Regions from separate parts of the Hordeum vulgare genome. Here region 2 is linked to region 1. The links are chromatin contacts, called in public Hi-C maps. All regions are on one chromosome and are shown on one strand. Each heading gives the region's core, a stretch centred on a gene start, on an enhancer-like site or on the middle of the called end of the contact. The rest is flanking DNA. Distances are from core to core; before and after follow the strand shown. Region 1 holds the start of LOC123444809. Region 2 holds the start of LOC123444827 (protein RETICULATA-RELATED 5, chloroplastic-like).

Evidence for each region. A called contact is a pair of places that touch in the nucleus more often than the background predicts.
Region 2: a Hi-C map of leaf shows a contact between it and region 1, with 4 times the contacts expected there. The contact joins the promoter of LOC123444827 here to the promoter of LOC123444809 in region 1. A contact is called at or near these places in 3 of 6 Hi-C or Micro-C datasets (leaf and seedling).

What each region holds. Positions count from the first base shown.
Region 1 is chr1H:455,477,142-455,481,336 of MorexV3_pseudomolecules_assembly, reverse strand. It overlaps LOC123444809, which reads right to left and starts at 2,264. Exons shown (of 2, transcript XM_045121662.1): 1 at 2,047-2,264.
Region 2 is chr1H:455,690,251-455,694,331 of MorexV3_pseudomolecules_assembly, reverse strand. LOC123444827 (protein RETICULATA-RELATED 5, chloroplastic-like) reads left to right here and starts at 1,810. Exons shown (of 7, transcript XM_045121685.1): 1 at 1,810-2,838; 2 at 3,763-3,892. The coding sequence starts at 2,231. LOC123444836 (sorting nexin 2A-like) reads left to right here. Exons shown (of 5, transcript XM_045121696.1): 3 at 1-65; 4 at 1,108-1,194; 5 at 1,295-1,576. The coding sequence ends at 1,375.

The DNA of each region.
Region 1 (4,195 bases), core at 1,015-3,514:
TTGTACATCAGCATCTCAAATTCTCAACTAGACAATCCACCAATCACTGGCTATCGTTATACAGTGAAGCCAAAGGGCGTAAACCTGAAAACATATGCCTGAAGAATAAGGGTCGATTACCAACAGCACAGCCACAGTCCATCGTTAGTGGCATTGTCTATCTAAGGTGAACACCATAAAAATAAACATCCCAAACCTCTATGAAATTCAAATTGCTTTCCTAGCAGATTTTTGTGCTACAATATAAAATGTCAGCTGCTAACAGCAACAGCAAACACATGCAGCAAGTAGGCACTAGGCAGATACTCCCTCCGTTCCTAAATATAAGTCTTTTTAAAATTTTAATAGGTGTCTACATACGAATCAAAATAAATGAATTTATACTTTAAAGTATGTCTATATACATCCGTATATTATTCTCTAGTGAAACCTCTTAAAAGACTTACATTTAGGAACGGAGGGAGTACATCACAAACCGACTATCGGATAGAGTTCAAGCAGCATGAAGGACACATCATATTCAAGCATTACTTACTCTGCATGAGCTATTCTATAAACACCACCCACATCATTCTATAATATTGCAGTTTTACAGGTGCAGTAGGTTGGTACCCCCAATGGATCCGATTTCTAGCTGTATCTAAAATTTTAGATGCTTTAAGTAGTTGCTTGGATAAAACTCTCAGCTTGTGTCTATTTGTGATATCTTTGAGTTCATATTGTCAAATGAATGCTGATCAATCCTAACATCTTAATCTTGTGGACCATGGGAAAAATCTTATAAAGCGTAGTATGTTTCAACAGCTGTTGCTATAAGCAACTCAATACATATTTTATCTATGTGCATCAACTGGAAGCTATAACACAACACAGCTGAATAACTCGGCACAGCACAGCCAGAGTTCATCGTTTAGTGGTGTTGTCAACCTAAGGTGAACACCATAAAAATCAACATCTCAAACCTCCATGAAATCTGAATTGCTTTCCCAACAGATTTTTGCGCTACTATATAAAATGTCAGCTGCTAACAGCAACAACAAACACATGTAACAAGTAGGCACTACACAGATACATCACAAATCGGTTCACGATATAGTTCAAGCAGCATGAACAACACATCATATTGAAGCATTACTTACTCTACATAAGTTATTCTGTAAACACCACCCACATCATTCTATAATGTTTCACTTTTATGAGTGCAGTAGGTAGGTACCCCCAATGGCTCGGATCTATAACTGTATCTGAAGCTCTAGATGCTTCAAGTAGTTATGTGGATACAACTCTCCCAATAGATTGTGTCTATGTTTGATATCTTTGAGTTCATATTGTCGCATGCATTATGATCAATCCTAACATCTTAATCTCGTGGCATGCTTTTGGTACCGCTTACCATGGGAAAATCTTATAAAATGTATGTTTCAAGAGCTATTGCTATCAAAACTCTAGATATAAGACGTTTTGGTAGTTCAACCGGGAGTACATATTTTTATCTATGTGCATCAACCGAAAGGTGTAGCACAGTTAGTTAAATAACTCGGCCGTTGGATTTATTAGAACGTCCAGATGAGTAAGACCAGACTGATAGTACAAAGATGCTATACCACATAGATAACCAGAAGACGGCCACATGCCAGAAACGCAGGGACGTCTAAACATTGCTATACACCACACAAGAAAATCTAACAATTTAGTGAATGAATGAATTGCCAGAGGGGAAATAGCTCGTACAAGCTCCTGAACCACGCCAAGTCGAATGCTAAATAAGTAGTACCCCTCTACGGGATAAGTCAATACCAGCACCACCACTCGTTGTTCAACAAACGGACCTGGCTGCTACGGGTAGCTCCGCGGCAACGGGCGCAGTCCGCGTGCTCGGCTCGGGGGCTGCGTAGCGGGGGTGGGGAGGCGGCGGGAGCAGCACCGGCTTGCCGCTACGGCGAAAGCCGAAGCCGTGAGAGCAACCAAATCAGAGGAACGGCGCGTCGGATTCAGCCAGATCCACGAGAGCGGCAGGGAGCAGAGGAAGGGGGGAGGAGCGCTCACCTGGCGCTCAAGCAAAGGCGCGGATCCTTGCCTTCCTCCCGCCGCCGCCGCCGCCGTGTCGGCTAGGCTGGGAAAGACAACGCGGAAGGTTCGGTCTGGTGCAGCCGCCGCGCGGGGACCCTGCTGTGGTGTGCTCGTGGGTGATAGGGAGGGTGGGGAGAGACGCGAGCCGCCGAGGGGAGGGAAGAGTCCACATGGCGGCTATGGATGGATGGCGCGTCTCTCCGTTCGGCTCGCCGTTAACGCCCATGCCTTTTCTCTCACTGCCTGTGAGCCCCACCCGACCGCGGCACGGCGACGTCGACGGCGAGTGTGACGGCGAGAAAAAAAAAAGGGCCGTTCAACGCGTGCCGTGGGAACACGCTCCTCCAGCGACGGGACGCATTTTTCTCTCTGGTTTTTTTGTCAAGTGCGTCTCTCTGTGAGCTTTATGGATGGATGGGTTAGGTGTAAACCGTTGGGCTGTTCCATTTCATTCGGTTATTAAAGTCCTTTGCATGCGGTACGTCTCGAAAAAGTTAGGTCATGACGGCGAGAAAGTGGAAATGGAGGCCTGGTTTTAAAAAGCCGGACCGGTGATGGAACCCATGAATCGAGCAGCTCTGCGTTTTATTGGTTAAGATTGTTGGTGCATTCTGTTCGAGATCGGTTTGATTGGCGCAAACTGTAATTTTGGAAGCACGTATTTCTCGGTCGGCTGACGGTATCGTATTTGCTTTTTTACATGCAAGAGTTTTTAGAGAGGAAACTTGGAACGAGCCCACCTTTGAATTAACATTGTCATTAACCGATTGGAAATTAGCACCAATGACATAAGCTACAGCGACGGAATGATACAAGGGGGTTGGGTAGATAGCTTACTACTCGACCCACATTACAAGCACAAGGAAGAACGGAGAAACAAGAGTCCTACTTGGGATGACAGCGGCTACTACATGCATGTAACCAAGGGTTGAAAGGAGGTGAAGCACGATGAGGGAAAATCTATTGCCAAAAGGACCCCAACCTGGATCAAACTTCACATATTCCTTATCTAGCGCCGAAGAGGGCCCCTACCCCCTCACCTTGGATCTAAGGATGTCGCACCGTTAGATTGTGTAGAGGCTCACCTGTCAGCAAGGAAACAACCGGCATCGAACCCCAAGCAACCTCAGAACAAGACCATCTACGAGCATGAAGAACACCGCACCCGTTACACCGGCACAACCCTGGCATCCACCTGTAGCAAGAAAGCTATCGTGGACAAGCGCTAAGAAGGACGACACAGACAAAGAAATGAATATGACTAGTAGCAGCGAGGCCCGAGGGATGTTGGAGCTCAAGTCGAAGTCGGGGGCGTAGAGCTTGTGGTGTAGGATGTGAGATCCTTCTCCCCATCTCTCATTATTTTTCTTCCTTCCCAAACCTTCATTGTTGCTCTCATGTGCTACTCAGGCATGTTGTGTCACCTTCAGTCATGGCTCCCGATGTCATTTGTCGATGGCGTCCCCTCAATGGCTTAGCGCACCATGCCACCTTGTCCTCCTCTTTCTATGGTGTGTGCCATTCTAACCTGCTCTCGGTCTCACCTACTTTGCTTCCTACCTTCGTTGGTTGCATACCCAACGAGTAGTTCCTCCTTAGAGCATCTACAACCAAACGCCCATATACGCCCCCAAACGTCCCGACGGACTACCCAGACAGAAAAAAAGGCATCCAACCGGCGGCCCTAAACGCAACCGAAACGTCCTAGGTGACCGATAATCCGCATGGCGGCTGCCACATCGGTGCCGCCTCACTCTGGGCCACCTTGACCCCGCATATATTCATCCCTATTCACACTCCGAACCAAATCCTAGCCACTCCACTCCCTTCAATTTCCAAGGTCCTATTCGGCGAGCCAGCCTTCTCCGACATGATGGGCAGTGGATACTACTCCAAGGTTGTAACACCCCCTGGATTATTAGCTACAGTAGCGACCAAGCTACAATGGTCACAAGATTAACCTAATCCCTTTTTGGATAAACAGTGTTTAATCACTTTTAAATCATATCTCATTTCAAATTCTTTTTGAAATTCAAAATTCTTTTAACAAGTGGTTTAAATATTTTTGCAAACATGAAAACTAAAATCATGGTTTAATTCCAAATATTCTTTAAGTATTTGTCAA
Region 2 (4,081 bases), core at 561-3,060, 210 kb before region 1:
AAGAAACAATAAGCACAAGAGAAGGAGTGAAAAACCAAGCTCTTAGAGAATATGAAAATATTAAGGTAAACTGCCAAAATTGTGAAGTAATATTGTTCCTTTGGAGAACTTATTATGTAGCATGAATTTATAAAGAAAAATGGAAAATCATATAGAAGCAAAAAAAAAAAAAAGCTTAGACAGATGTGCTCATTGGATGATTTATTAATGAAAAGTTTTTAACTGCATGTCCTCAAAAGTCTGTTGACCAAGATAGTAGTACATGATAGCATAAATATCCTAAAGTTTATATTCTTGTGACAGCTGCACACTCAGTCGAATAATATTAGGCATGAGCAACATATTTTTGAAGCTTACAAACATTATAACAGGCATTGCTGCTATGTTTATGAATACAAAATACCAACTAGAAAAGCAGTTTGTTCAAGTCAAGTCAGTATCTTTCAATGTTATTCCTTTGAAAATCCGAACAAAATTGAGGATCACATCACCATGATGTGGGGTTGGTAGCTAACATGTAGTTAAACTATAAACAAAATATTGTTTGTTCGTAAGTACTTTTGCTATCTTTTCTGGTTGGCACACTTCTCATGAAAGCATAGCTACAGCTGAAAGGAGGGATAAGTTTTAGCTAGTGAAACTATCCACATATATTGTGTTAGTTGAGTTTTTGATGCAAAATTTGTCTCTTCAATTCTGTAAGAGCTTCCGGAAATTTATATGGCTGTTCAGGTAGATTAAGTATGCACACTAGGTTTCTGTGACGGCATATTACTTTGCTTTAACAGATCCCAGGGGGTGGTCTTTGTCTGTGTGGGCTTTCTAAGATCTTGTTTGTGGATCATTACATATGTGTGTCATTTTTTTTGGAGTTTCAACATGTATCTGCAGGGTCTGCAAACAAACACTGGCACAAACTGTAGGATCATCTTTTGAGTTAGAAAACGGGCGCAGGTTGATTTTTTGTGTGGACTTAGTACAACAAAATTTATAGGACTATAGGAATGCTAGGAGCGTGCGTTGCTAAATTTGGAACCATATTTTCATCCAAAAGAATTCTATTTTTGCCCTTTTGGCAATTACCTTTATCTATCTATGGTAATGCAGGAAAACAACATGACTGAAATTAAAAGATTTGACAAGGATAGGCGCCGGGATCTAATTGAGATGCTCAAAGGATTTGTAGTAAATCAGGTATGAATATACTGCACTATTTGACCGTGAAACGTGCCGCTGAAACCGCAACAGCATCATCATTCGACAAAAATAACCTCTTTTGTATAACCTTTTGCAGGTTTCGTATTCGGACCATTTTGCTAATATGTGGGGAAAGGTAGCAGAGGAAACTAAAGTATACGCAAACAGGGGCAACTGATGCATGCATGCAGATTTGGTGTACAGTAACTAGTATAGCAGTGCATTTTGATCTACTCCGTATTTATTTTGCCCCTGACTTTTAACACCGGCACAATCTTCCTTGCTCTCCCCAGTTTTGCCATTGTAATGCAACCTCCTGAGATATATACAATTGCGTGGAAAATCAATTGCGGTGAAACAAAAGTATTTGGTTTGTGCACACGCTACGATCTTTCTCTTGTGACAACATTGGAAGTAGTAGTATTTGGTTTGATTTGTGCGAGTGGTAGACACAACAAATCCAGTTTTCACACGCTGCTGAGTGCTGACTGGGATGGCTGACGAGCGAGTGGCTGGCTATCTTCCTTTGCTTATCCACATATGCATGTGCCGACCTCACTTGCCCACATGCACTTTTTTCTTCTTCTTCTGCTTTGCATAACCATTCGAAGCTGCTTGTCCACCTAATGTTTCCCTCGTCGCCTTGTGCACATGTCCAGTAGGGATCTTGTCGATGTGGATGGCCGGAAGCCAAGCTACATGATGCGGCTGAGTCCAACCATTGAAATCCTACCGTGGAGTTTATCCACCACCGAAATGGAATTTTTTGCTGGTTTTGATGTCGTTGAAATCCTACCATGCCACAAATTCGACTTTTTGTATTCAAATTCCAAACCAGTTTTATTCGTCATCGAAATTTCAAGTCCCCAAACGCCGGCACACAAATTCAAATTCCAACTGAATTTATCCATCACCACAAGGAAAGAGGGCTACCAGGGGAAGGAGAGAGTTTCACTGCACTACGCGCCAGAGAAGAGATCGTTGCCCACCGCCCCCCGCGGCCGCGGCGCTGCCGGAGAAGCGAGCTCCGAAAATGTCCCACGCGCCGGCCAGAAACGCCGCCGCCTCCTCCTCCTTCAAACCGCTCCTCCCGTCTCCCCGCTCCCGCCTCAGCACCAGGCCCCTCACCTCCGGCACCGCCCCCTCCCCCTCCTCCTCGTCTCCTCGCCGCAGCGTGTCCGCCTCGGCCTCCTCCCGCCGCGATTTCCTCCTTCTCATCCCCTCGCTCGCCGCCGCCTCCGCCGTGCTTCGCGCGGCCCCCTCCTCTGCCGCCGATGACCAGGCGTCCCCACCGCCTCCCGCCGAGTCGCCGCCCCCCGCCCCGCCTGCCCCGACGCAGGCGAAAGAGCCCGAGGGCGACGAATCGGCCGTGTCGAGGGTGTACGACGCGACCGTCATCGGGGAGCCGCAGGCGGTGGGGAGGGAGGCCAAGGGCCGGGTGTGGGACAAGCTGGCGTCCGCCAGGGTCGTCTACCTCGGCGAGGCCGAGCTGGTGCCCGACCCCGACGACCGCGTTCTCGAGCTCGAGATCGTCACCAAGCTCGCCGGCCGCCTCGCCGAGGCCGAGAGGCGCCTGTCCCTCGCGCTCGAGGCCTTCCCCTGCGACCTCCAGCAGCAGCTCGACCAGTTCATGAGCGGAAGGTACCCCCTTACTGTTTTACCTGTTTGCAACCGGATGACGAGATTCGCTGGAATAGGTGACGTTTGCTGTACATTGCGAGTTCATATTATGGTTCATTCAGGAGATTAGCGTGTGTGGAAATGAACTCTGATTGGGTCTTCTGAATTTGCGTCTTATCATAGAATGATAAGACCTGCTGTGCGTTAACTTAGCTATTGTCGTTAACCCTTTTACCAGGCTACTCTGTTCCATTTAATCTGTTTTTGTCACATTTTTTTTATTAGATGAAGTACACTTGGTGTCCACTTAATAGATGAATGAATAAGTTGTTTATCTTTTGCTCCTTAATGCCTTATTGTTATTATAAGAATGAGGGGAGTTATATGAGTTATATCTCTGTTCGTAAATAACAGCGCAGTGTTTCTATAACTATAAAAGTTATAGGGTTTCAGTGCTGATGGAGTTTAGTTGAAGTAATACCTTGATTTCACTTTCATGAAAAAAAAATCTATTATCCAGAAATGAAATGCATTCTTTGTTAGAAGGAAGAGAGGGATTGGTGGAATAGTTGTTGTATTGCTTGAGCCTCGTGGGCATATAGGAGTACATGATCATTTTGGAATTCAAGTCAAGGCATGAACAAATCCTAGTCTATCTACTGCCCCGGGGGCGGCACGCGGGGCGGAAGCGGTGGGCGGCGGCTACGTCTAGGAACTTGCAGCAGATACCATGTTAGAAGGGGGAGAGGGATTGGTGGAATAGTTGTTGTATTGCTTGAGCCTCGTGGGCATATATATAGGAGTACATGATCATCTTGGAGTACAAGTCAAGGCAGGAACAAATCCTAGTCTATCTATGTTTCCTAAACAACAACGCTACTCAACATTCTTGAGTGAGACCTCACTTCACTTTGATAATATTGTACAAGCTTATGCTTTATGTAGGATCAATGGCAGCACCTTAAAGTCGTACACGTCGCACTGGCCATCAGAGCGTTGGAAGGAGTATGAACCTCTTCTAAACTTCTGTCGTGATAATGGAATTAAGCTTGTTGCTAGTGGAACCCCACTGCAGGTGATTGATGGCTTCTATAATCTATTCACTGTCTGTTCAATAGTTTGCAGGAACTTTTGACATTTTATTACCAATACCATTGTGCACCAGCAATTCAAATTCTTCTAATTTCTTACATCTGCAGTTTTTCCTTGATACCTACGTGTTAATCTTATATCCATACTTTGCATTGCAGTTGTTGTGCCACAT